2 separate regions of the Gossypium hirsutum genome follow, and region 2 is linked to region 1. A link is a contact called in public Hi-C data. All regions are on one chromosome and are shown on one strand. Each heading gives the region's core, a stretch centred on a gene start, on an enhancer-like site or on the middle of the called end of the contact. The rest is flanking DNA. Distances are from core to core; before and after follow the strand shown.

The links. Hi-C and Micro-C count contacts between places; a contact is called where the count stands out from the background.
Region 2: a Hi-C map of leaf shows a contact between it and region 1, with 2.8 times the contacts expected there. The contact joins the promoter of LOC107945237 here to the promoter of LOC107917103 in region 1. A contact is called at or near these places in 2 of 34 Hi-C or Micro-C datasets (hypocotyl and leaf).

What each region holds. Positions count from the first base shown.
Region 1 is chrA01:19,276,410-19,282,830 of Gossypium_hirsutum_v2.1, reverse strand. LOC107917103 (protein CUP-SHAPED COTYLEDON 3) reads right to left here and starts at 2,712. Exons shown (of 3, transcript XM_016846485.2): 1 at 2,189-2,712; 2 at 1,810-2,084; 3 at 644-1,514. The coding sequence starts at 2,441. The coding sequence ends at 942.
Region 2 is chrA01:19,551,819-19,558,239 of Gossypium_hirsutum_v2.1, reverse strand. It overlaps LOC107945237 (probable protein phosphatase 2C 27), which reads right to left and starts at 2,967. Exons shown (of 4, transcript XM_016879161.2): 1 at 1,946-2,967; 2 at 1,408-1,602; 3 at 650-855; 4 at 1-374. The coding sequence starts at 2,137.

The DNA.
Region 1 (6,421 bases), core at 1,463-3,962:
CCTTAAATTTTTTTGGAAAGCTTTATTTCTCCCTTTAAGGCTTTTAAAAAGTTTTAATTAGACCCTCTCAAATTTTTTAAAAGTCTAATTATACCTTCTAATACTTTTTGAAAATTTTAATTATGTTCTCTTAAAATTTTTGAAAATTTTCATAAAACTCCTAAAATTTTTGAAAATTTTAATAGGTCTCCCAAAACTTTAACCAAAGATTTGAATATTATATAGCATCGATTTTAATAACTCAATAACTTAAATGAAAATTTTTAAATGATTTAGTGACCAAATTGTAATTTTTTTAAATTAAATGACCAAAATAAAAATTTACTCATAATTTAATAACTAATGATATAGTTTAAAAAAACAGTTTAATATATCCAAATATATATATATATATAAAACTGATGACTAAGATATTTTAACATTGAACATCCCAAATATTGAAGTGGTATTCGGTAGAACATTGAAGTGGCGCAAATGCAATGTAGCTCACCTCACACTCCATCCCAATATTCCTCGCATCAAAGCAGCCAAACGTATATCCAAGAAAGGCTGGCTTTATTTTCAGTACGGTCTGGCCTGGCTTGGCTTTGGACGAGAATTTCAAGAAAAACAGTTGACAGAGGTGTGGGAAGAAGTTTTGTAATTACAAATAAATATATACATATGGCCCATAAATATTATAATAATAACACACAATCAGTTGAATTAGGTGCACGAATTTCTCCAATCCTACAAAGTTACGTGCATGGATTGGGTTCAGAGTTTTTGTAGGATACTCATTTACATTTTACACCAACAAGCCAGCACAAACACTTCAGATAAAAAGAAAGTCATGGATATAGGGATAGGGTCCTAACACTAACAATATGATATCTTAACTAACAATCTTAATCTAGAAAGCAATTGAAGTGACCCCAGGCCTCAGTCGCAACACCTGACCTTCAGAGTTCAGCGAACCCCAACACACTATTATTATAATCCACGTCGAAAAACATGGGATCTTGACAAGGGTTGGGATGCATCTTCTCCATCCAACTCAAGGTGGAATCAGGCAGTTGGAAATTGGAAAAGTTAGCTTCTGTCTTGCACTGTTTGGGAATAGTAGCAGCTGCTTGTTCCCTCAAAACGCATTCTTGATGTGAGAGGAGGGACTTGAAGAGCATCGATGCGGCTGCTGATGAGTTGCTGCTGGCGTTCTTGTCGGGTGTGCTACTAAAGGTGGTGGGAGTGGCTGTAAAGGAGGGTTGGAACCCATTAGCTGGATACACAACCGGGTTTATTAAGCTTTTCAGGTCATGTTCCAGAAAAGAGTTATGGGCAGCCTGCATTGAAGTTTGGGTTTGAGATTCTAACAACGGAGTTGAGGTTTCAAGCAGTGGACGGAAGCAATTTGTTGTTTTTGTTGTTGAAGATAATGAAGAAAGTTCCAAGATATAGCCTAGCCCTTGCGCAGCAGCTACCCCATTTTTCTTCTCACCTGTTTTGTGTATTATTCTGCAAATCACCCATTCTTCCTGCAAAATATAACACCATTTCAATATTAAACCATGCGTAGTATTTGACAATTCAGTGTTACATGCTCATGCTTTTAGCCTTTTCCAAATCTTGTTTAAATTGTGCATGAACAATAAACATGTAACTAGTAAGTGAAGGCAATCACATCAGAAATTACTCTACAGTTTCATCATATCATTGTTATTATTAGCATTCAGCTGAGCAGAATATGTCAACCCAGAAAACGACAAAAAGGAAAAAAAAAAGTGGGAAGGGGGTGTCTGGTGGGATTCCCACCGGTGCACATGTACCAACCTTGCACGTGTGGCGGCAGGAGAAGTCACCGTCTAAACGGTACTCATGCATGACCCACATCGTCTTCACTCCACGGGGTGCTCTGCCTTTGTAGAAAACAAGGGTTTTTTTCATGCCAAGTAAAGCTCCAGTGGAGGCACTGTACACTTCCCTATCTTTTCCGGTGGCTTTCCAGTACCCAGCTCCAGTCGCTCTATTTGTTCTCACTCCCGTTGGGTATTTCCTGTCCCTCAGGCTGAAGAAGTACCACTCCCTTGCCCCCATTTTCGCCACATCTTATCCATTTACCATCATCAACAGTACACTAAATAGTTAGACCCACCATACACATGTACACAATGACACACTAATAAATATTGAGTGTTAATTTATTATATACCTGGAAGCTCCCAAGGTTCACATCGGTTAAGGTCAACCTCAGCAATGTCCACTCCACAGAAGCTTCCATTGAATACCTTTGAAGCCAAATAAAATGTTATGAGTTCTTCATCAGTGGGGTGAAACCTAAATCCCGGCGGCAACCCTTGCTCGTTCACTTCTTCCCCGCCAAGTTCACTTAAAACTTCCTCCACTGCTAACATCTTGTTGAGAGTAAAGGCTAGTTGTTGTGACTGGAATGAATGGAGGAACATGCAAATATTTGAACAAGATAAAAAGGTATTTGGGGAGGGTTGAATCGAGGCCTTGAAAGGCTAGGGAAGAGCTGCCAAAAAAAAAAAGGAGAGATTGGAATATGTAAATGTAATAGAGAGAGGGGGGGTAGTAAATGCAAAGTCGGTTGCAGAGGACAGAGATTTATGCGTGCGTATGTGAGCATATTGAAAAAGAGAGAGAAAAGAGAGATGAGTCAGTAAGGTACGTTCTATGATGGATGGATAACCACGGGAGGGAGGGATAGCTCACTCACAGGACACAACACAACAGTGAGATCATCATCATCACTCAATTCTTCTCTTCTCTTTTTTCTAGACAAAATTTAACATTAGTTTAGTTTGTACAACAATTAGATCGCCAAATCTTGAATACGGGTAGTTCTTTCGCTTTCCCTTTCCCTTTCTTTTCATTTTCTTTATATTTCTTTATATATATAATATAATACATACGTAATCTTGGTCCATTTAATGTTAGATATAACAAGCTTATACAAATAACACGAGCTCTACTTGTTTGAGATTAACAAGACTAAACTCAAACGTATGTAATAATTCAAATAAGTTGGAAATGGAAAATTAGTATAGTAGTTAAAATGGAGGTGATACCTGGGAATTGGAGCCGAGCCATGTTACCCGCAAACCTAGCTACCTGATGATTGATGAAGGTGTTTTAATTGATTAATTAATGGGGGGGTGGGTGCAGCTGAGCTCTAGAAAATGTCGGCGTTGCACGTGTAGCATGAGCAGGTAATTTAAAGGGTATCGTAGGCTGCTATTGTTTCTCTCTCTCTCTCTCTCTCTCCCTCTATTACTCTCTAGTAACTACGTATGCATAACATAAACATAGATCATGGTGAGTAGGCCAAGTAAAAGATAACACCACCACCCAGCAACAGGATATCCTTCCTGACTCCTGGCTTTTGCACGTATATCGCAGTAATTAGGCCTTAATCAGCTTCTTTATATTCTATACATTACATCCATGCATATACATTCATAGGAATACTACAAGTTTGGTTTACTTTAGGTTGTGTAAATCTAAGATCCATAAATGATAAAACACCTCCTCTCCTTCACATGGTGGTGCTCCCCAGCTATGTAGGTAGCTAGCTAGATCCCTAGTGAGTAGGTGTTAGTTCTTCTTTTTCAACGTGTTTTCTTTTTCGTTTCTCTCTGGTCTGGCCAGCTAAGCTAGCTCTGATTATTGAGCACCTTTTTTTTCTCCTCGTGGGGCAAAAATTAGAGGAAACATGTAGGGTCAAATTTCTACTAACCAATCAAAGGAGAGTGGCCCAGTCAACTCTGCTAGGCCTGGCCATCAATTTACGACTTAAAACACTCTATGTTTGTTAACAACTGTATTATGAAGAAAAACCAAGAAAGAAGAATGAACACGTTTAATCTCTTCTGATATTATTTGCTTACTTTCAACAATACATGAATAGAATTTATACTTAAATGACTAACTGCTATAATTAGCTGTTTGCTAATTACTTGCTAACAATATTTTAGCCTGTATAACAAAACAGTATAACAAAACAGTAACAGACTAACAGAGTCTATACTCTAATATTCACCCAGCTTCACCTAGTTTCGACTTGAAGCAAACTATGAAACCTAGCCAAAAGTGGAGACGGACAGTAGTTTTGTGAGAATGTCAATGACCTGATCATATGCTGGAACCTCACTGACAACAAGAGAACCATCAGCGACCTTTTCGCGAACAAAAAATAAATTAAGTTCGACATGTTTAAATTTGGAATGTAAGACCGGATTAGTAGCTATCGCTACTGCACTAGAGTTGTCACACCAAACAGTAGGTGGATCTACAGAACGAGTTTGTAATTCTGTTAGCAGAGAGACTAACCAATTAACATCATTGGTAGTTGCTGTTAGACTCCGATACTCCGCCTCAGCCGTGGAGCGAGAAACAACTTGTTGTTTCTTAGAACACCAAGAGACGAGTGTATGACCAAAGTACACACAATAGCCTGTTATTGACCAACGATCATCAAAATCCAATCCCCAGTTGGCATCAGCATAGCCAACTAAAGATAATCTGTTGGACGGAGGAAAAATTAACCCATGATCAGTAGTGTCATGTAAATATCGCAAGATTCTTTTCAAAGCCACCAAATGTACCGTAGTAGGCGCATGCATGAATTGATAGACACGATTTATCACATAAGCAATATCAGGCCGGGTCAAAACAACATAATGTAATGCACCAGCAAGGCTTCTATATTCAATAGGATAATTGAGGCGATCTCCCTCATCTTTAGATAACGTAGAAGAACTAACCATCAGTGTGTGAACACTCTCGCGTTAGCCAAGAAATTCCTGTCAAGCAGATCCCGGATGTATTTGCGTTGGCACAAATGGAGACTCTCGGTGCACGATCGAGTGACTTCAATGCCTAAGAAGTAGTGAAGATCTCCCATGTCTTAACTCATTATGTAACTGTTGAATAAAGTCATTTATACCGTCGGTCGTACTTCTAGTAACGATAATATCATTCACATAGACCAGAACATAAATAGTAACAATAACAGACTAACAAAATGATATAAAATGGTATAAAATGATAACAATATTCCAGCTTGTATAACAAAATGGTTACAGACTAACAGAGTCTATACCCTAATAATGTCCATCCATCCCCTACATTACATCTACAAATCACATTTACATCTATGTTCCAAAAGAAAACATCTACATCTACATTTACAGACATGTTTTTATTTTATTTTAAGATTGACCAGAGCCTGCTGTAGTGCGTTTTGCTGCTTTCTCTGCTAAAGTAGCTCAGCTATCAATACCAATATATGCAATAATTTCTTTGCAACGGCCTCCACAAGTAACCAAGTGCATTACCTATAGATGAATTCTACTGAAGTTCAAAAATTTATTTCCGAAGAATATGCATGCATGGGTATTTATTAGGGGTGTGCATGAGTCATATTAGTTCAGTTTCGAGTCGGATTTAAGCATCATATTAACACATTTAGATTTGTCTAGATTCATTTTAAGTTGATCTATGTTAATTTTAAAAAATATATTTTTTTAAAATTTAAAATTCAATATTTAATAATTTTAGATTTTTTTATTTATTAAAATTTTATGTATAGTCATCTTAACATTTATTAATGTCTACATTATATTAGTATTATATATTACTATAGGTTTAATTTTTATGTGTTATAAATTACATAATATATAAAAATAACACAATATAAAACATTATAAATTTAAAAAATTAGTCAAACCGGGCGCAAGCCTTGAAGCCCGACTCATATTTTAAATGAGCCTAATATTTTGTATAAACCTTCTCAAATTTGAGACAAGCTTTCGAGGTTAGATAAATAGTCTATATTGACAGTTATATTATTTTAGCTAAAGATCCTACAATCAAGTTCCTAACTAGCCATTTCCCATTTTATGAAGAGTCTAAAAAGAAATCATAGAGTTGAATCTATGGAATCAAGCCTCAAATATTTCAATACCCCTTAAGTTGGTGCATGGAATCACAGATGGCTAAGTTACCTATAAACTTGGAGAAATTTTGACTTGACACTACCTTAGTAAGAACAACGGCGAATTGATCCTTTGAATTAATTTTTGGCAAGTCTAGTAGTGTTTTCATCCAATTTCTTTTTGATGAAGAATCTATCAACTTCCATATGCATGGTAGCATCGAATTATGAGCAATATCATAGGTAGCCTTGCTATCACAATGTAGTTGAATTGGTTGTATTGGAGGATATCCCAAATATAACTTTGAGCCATAAAACTTCAATAATCCAAGTGCCATGCCTCTAAATTCAGCCTCCGCACTCGACCATGCAACAACATATGTTTCTTGATTCTCTAAGTGACAACATTGCCTGCTACAAGGGTAAAATAACCAGAAGTGGACCTTCTATCATCTATTACTCGGCATCAATATATGCTTTTACACT
Region 2 (6,421 bases), core at 1,718-4,217, 280 kb before region 1:
TTTCAGGATCATTATGAAGCATCAGCTCTTTCCTCGCCATAGTCACAGCACACTGGCTGCTCATAACATCCCACAACCCATCACAGCCCATTATCAAGAATTCATCCTCATCACTAAGGTCTGTCTCCTGCAGCTCTGGCTCTGCGCTTAAAGGACAGGCAGATCCTTTTGGCCCCTTCATGTGCCAGTCTCCAAGTGCGCGTGCCACAGATAATTGCCCATTCAGGTAGCCATCATAAATAACTCCACCAAGTTTCTCAATTCTTAGTCTTTCAGATGTGCAATTAGGTTTGTGGTCCTTGGACATTTCAATTGCTCTACCTCGCCTTCCCAGCACAGCTCGACAATCTCCAGCATTTGCAATTATCAAGGTCCTTTGAAAAGATAACTAATATTAGAGTTTAGAGGTACCCAATTCCTGGCTTTCAGAATACAGAACAGTAAAGACTACTAAGAAGACCTTGAGTTCAGGTTTGACTAATGCATAATATATCCTGATAACACATTATTTCCAGTTTCAACGCAGCATCAATCACTGAATGCACAGGATTTCAGATCATCTTAAACCAAAACAAAGGCTGCTAGAAGAGGATTTAAGGAAATAACGTCAAAATGGAATATTACCATTGCAGATAAGTGGGTCACTCACCTTCCGAAAATAAGTGCAGTTAATGCAGTGGTGCCAGAGGATATATCAAGAGAACTAGCATCTGCAAATGCATAATCAGCTTTCAGAAAAGCACTCTTGATTGCCTTCTCCACACAAATTGGAAAATGAGAGTCTTCAACTATAAATTTAAGGATATTCTCCCTAATAAATATGGCCGCATCTGTTCCTCCATGACCGTCAAAAACCTGTTCACACGTATTGGCAAGGTTCAATTCACAAGTATGGCCAATAAAGATTCCCAAACCACCTTCATGCTAATTGTATATGGAATAGAACTGACATGTTTAGACACCTTAAACCTAGAAATTAAGTAACAAGTTATAATGAGGCAGCAGATCTAAGGGAAAAAGGATCTTGTAATGTTCAAAAACTTGCTGGATTGCTACTCTAAACCAGGCTGCAGTTCACAATATTAGAGACAACTATGTGCTGGTTTCTACATCTTTTTCCTTTTGGCCTGGATAATATCTTCAGGACCCGTTTTCTTAGAACATGCTTCAAACACCACATTGAAACCTTGTCAACACTAACCACACAAAGGTAGATATATTATATTATCTCAGTAGAAGCTATAGCAGGACACGAGTTTTTAACTACAGACACGCAATCAAGACAGATAGTCAGAAGGAAGTGCATTAACAAAATTTGCTATTTCTAATGAAAATTAAGATGGTTCACCAAGATTACTTATTAACCACATCTGGCAGGTCATATATGGTAGATTCAAATAATCATACCCCATAGAAAGCTCCTGGAGAAGGGACCTTTGTAGTTGTCTCGAGATGTCCAATAAGATCATCTATGCAAATGTGTTCATCTTCCATATACTGTTTGGGTCCTATTTCAGCACAGCTTCCTGATCGCAAGACCGGCAAAAACTCAGTCTTTTCATCAGAAGATGACTTGTGGACTACAATACCAACATCCAATTCCTAGAGAAGAGAAAAGTAGTTAGTAAAAGCAATTCAGGAAACTACTTTTATAGCATCAAATAAAACAATGCAAAGCCTTTCTCAAGGTGATGATTTTCAACAAAATATGAACAGGATAATAGTTATTCTCTCTAAAAGTGTCAAAAGCCAAAAGGTTATGCAGCACAAATGCAGGTGACAAGAACATATATCATCAGAATCACAAATGTTTCAGAGTTTTCATTTTAAACTAATAACTAAGCTGCATTCAGATTTTATGCTAATGTAGAAAGTCCTTAAAGCTCAGGCTCCTCAGTTCATAATGATGAAAAGAAGGGTCAGATTAGAAAGGAATTAAACATACCAAATTAGCCTCAGCAATCAGCCTCCCTGAACTCACACAATGTTGCATAATGGAAAGGTGGCGCGGAGGTTTCCCGAGAGTGACTTGTTTTTCATTATCCAATTTTTCATTATCCATGTCTGGCAAATTATCGTTAGTGTAACCACCTTCTATGATTGCAAATGGAGGTGAAAAATCCATACGGGCAGCCATATTCCTTTCCCAACCATAAATCAAAGACCTCGGAGAACACTTTCAAGTTAAACAAAAATAAGCCAAACCCCTTTATATAAATTTATTGGAGTAACTTCTGCCAAAACAACCAAATTCTATAGCAACTTCTCAGATATGTGCCGAATAAAAGATTGAATATTCAAAAACTATCCCAACTTATATCTTCTTGAGACAAAATCAAAGGTCCAGGGATAAACAAAATAGCTAATAAAAAATCACCTAAGCAATCAAAAAATCTGAGAAAACCAGTTGGTTGTGGAAAGCTGTGAAAATTTCTAAAATATCCGAATCGAAGTCAACTCCCAGATCAAACTACCCTTACGCAGATAGCATCAAAACAAGAAAAATCCCAACTTAATATGATACCAATCCCTTAATTACCTTTGATGAAGGTATCCAGCAAACCATCCAAAAATTGGGTTTTTTTTTTATAATAACTTGAAGCAGTTGGGGTAATTTTATGTTTCCAAAAGAACCCCAGATCATAACTCCAAAAACTCCCACCCAATCGAGGAAAACAACATCAGAATATTCATTCAAGGTAACAAAATTTTTTTAAAAAAAAAACAGATGATTAGAGCAATAAACAAGAAGCTCCAAGGATTGGAGTAAAGCTGAAAAGAAAAAAAAAGCAAACAAACTCTCACAAAGGGTAGAAAATGATGATGCTTTGGTGCTTTCTCTTTGGTAATTTGTAATATGATGATGATGATCCAAGAGAAAGAAAACCCTGAAACAGACAGAACAGAGAGGTAGAGAGAGAGAGAGAGAGAAGCAAAAGGCGTCGAAAAGAGAGAATTGGACGATGAAAAAGAAAGTTAATAAAATTAAAATTATAAATCAAAAAGGAAAAAAGTTGTTGTTCCTTGTTGCTATGTGGTTGGCCACCGGCGATTCCAGGTAATCAGCTGGATCTTGTAAGCTGTCGCGGGCCGAGGATGTTGTTAATCCACGTGGCTTTCAATTATTGGTGGGAACTATAGGTTGACCGGATGGGTTTCATTCTAGTTAGTTGCCGCCAGTGCTTCCCAGCCGTTGGATCTCTCTCTGTCTTGCCTTTTTAACGCCTCTTACAGCTCTGTGGTTAGGTTCGTTAACGTCCGTTAATTAATGGAGCCTCGGACTTGACGTGGCTGCCTTTCATTGGTAAAAACTTCTAATTTCGGCTAAGATACTATTACATATATATATATATACACAACTAAAACTCTTTTTCTTTTTTCTATTTAATGATTAATTATATTATGTATATGTGCTCTTTTTGGGGTTCATTTATTATGTATATATTTGTTTATGTGATGGTATTATGTGTACCTTATTAATTATTTTTTTTTATTTTATAAATTTATTAAGAGGTAGATGTTAGGTTATGAGTTTTAAAATTATTTTATATTTAGAATGAGGATGGAATACTCAATTACTAGTTAAGAAGGAGATAATCTGTAGTGTCTTAAGGCAAAACAAAGAGCAAGCAAGCTCGGTATTCATACCCATAATTATGTACAGTACTATATGCCATTGTTGATTATCCAACTCTTAATTTTATTTCAACTTATACTAAATGGATAATAAGTATTAGATATTGTGTTGTGACTGTGCATGATTATAATATTACTTAAATGGTAATTAGAAATGATGGGTTTCTTAAATCTTAAGCCTCATCCATCCAATTTTTTTTTTTAAACTTTATTCCTTACTTCATTTCAGCCAATCAAATCAGGGTATCCCCGCCCTCCATTTTCCATTCTGATCATGCAATGTAATGCACGTGATGTTGCCTGCATTCCCCCATAGCCATAGCTACTGTAGGTGAAAGTACCGAGTTCTCATTCTTTGATTTGGCTTTTCGGGCTGCTGATGAGTTTATATCATCTGCCTCTTTTTAATTTATTATTGCTAGCTAAATATAATATGCTATTCTTGATGGCTTATTTTGCTATACATATATATATTAATTTTATTATTGGTTTTGATTGATCCAGGAATCCGATTCTGATTTCCACTACGTTCCTTTGCCTTCATATATATATATTCTTTCTTTTATCTGTCACCTTGATGATGTTCTAGCATGCATATGTTCTAGGTATAATCATATATTAAATATACCTTCCGATCAATATATAGAAATACAATGAAGCACTGAGGTTAGTAAGTAGATAAGGTTGAACTGATGGTGTTCTTCTTAACCGTAATAAACATGGCTTTTCCATTATTTGTGGGAAGGTATCATGTCCCTCAAGGTTTTATTCTTTGATTTTGCGCAGTGTTTAGAAGAAAGACTAAAAGCATCTCTTGATGCTTGAACAAGCAAAACCATGACAGTGAAGAGTTTCGCGCATTGCATCTTAGAGAACTGCTTTTTGTTTGTTCTATAAGTAGAGCTAGGTATCTTCTGAATTTATTAATGGGATACATCTGGGCACTGACCAACTTGATTTGTAGTTAACTGATATGAATGCACCCGTACTGCGTAATGGATGAAGCATTGAATGATAAAGTTGCAGAATCCTAGAGCTGAAGGTGGACTTGGGGTTCTTTGGCATAAAGTTGGCCAATTCTTTCACCATGGGTTGAGAGTTGTATTCTAAAGGGTGCTTGAATGTCCTTTTTTTCCCAGTCAGTTATGGCATGTGGCTTTGCAGCCTTGCGATGGTACAAGTTCTTTGGAGTTAATTGAAAAGCATTACGTTTATAGCAGTAGCAGCATCAAGGGTGGCTTTGCCTTTGTAATTCTAACCATTGTCTTTTCTTACAGCACTACATAAAACGAAGCAAAATCTTTGCTTACTTTGGATAAATATTAAAAACATTTTTACTTACAGCAAGAACCATATCCTGATATGAAATAATTTGCAACTTGTTTGAGATCCTTGCATGAGGGAACAAGACATATGAAGTGAATTTGGATATAATTTTTGTGTTTAATCCGGTATATATTTTATCTTTCGAAGTTTTAAGTTATGATCGGTTTACTTTCCAATTTTAAAGCTTGGAATTAACATTGGGCTGTATTTAAAGGGTAATTTTAGGCCTTAAATTGTTGTTTTTATTGTGGGGCCAATATCTAATTATATTAACACGTCACATTACTAATCACACTTCAGTAATTTTGTTTATCTTTATGAGTAAAAGGACTCTCTTGCTTGGAATAATATTTCTCTATAAAAATAATAATTATGAACCAACCTTTTTTAAGAATAATGTGTTAACTCTAAGAATGTTCAGCAAAAGATATTCCATATCATACTACTTTATTGAAAGTAGAAGATATGAAAATAAGCCTAAAATATTATAAGCTGTTGAATCAAATATAGAGATTTTTTGTGACATTGAGTGCTTCTCATTTCCTTAGTCACATGATGAACTTTCCATTCACTCTTTACAATTACCAATAACTTGAAATTATTGGGTTATATGATGACTTCAAGTCAAAAGAAATTTTCAAGTCTTTGACAAAGAAGGCATACACTTGGTATGTTTACCTTACTCCCAATTCCGTTGAGTTGCAAAGCCAAAAGGATGTTACTTTGATTGATTCGGGACGAAAGCATCGGAAATTTAGAGAATATCTCATAGAGTACATACATCGCTTCAAAGAGAGCTTATTAGACATCCAAGACTCCCCATAATGAGAAGGAGTGGTGAAAGTATGCATCCAACGAATGCTTGACGAGTATAGGGTGCACTTGGAGAATAGTTAATTGGTTGAAGCTTCTAAAAGAATCAATAATACAACTTAAAGGCAAAGAATAGTTAATTGCTTCACCAAGAGAAATACTCTTGTAGAGAACGCAATTCATCAGGGCCTAATTTGCGTCCAATAATAGAGAATGTAAAAATAGGGTAGAATAAAGATGTTAATTCTCCATTGTTTCTAGTTTCATTAGACAAATTTATTAAGAATCATTCTCGAAGGGTTTTATCATGATGAATTATAGTGATGGTAATAGATCTGAGATGATGATGAGAAGGACAGGCCATCTAAGACTTGATTTTTTGTGCATTAGTGATGTGGTGGGTAGAGGTGTCCATGAGTCGAGGCCGACCAAATTCTTTGGCCCGATTGGTAGGCTTGACCCAAAAAATGGGTTTATATTTTTGTCCAAGCATGGCCCGGATTATATATGCTAAACCTAGGCCTAACCCATTTTTTTAAAATTTATTTTATTATATAAAATAAATTTTAAAAATATAGTATATCAAATACACTACAAACATGAAAATAAATATTTTTCGAAAATTTTAAAATATATTAAAAAATAT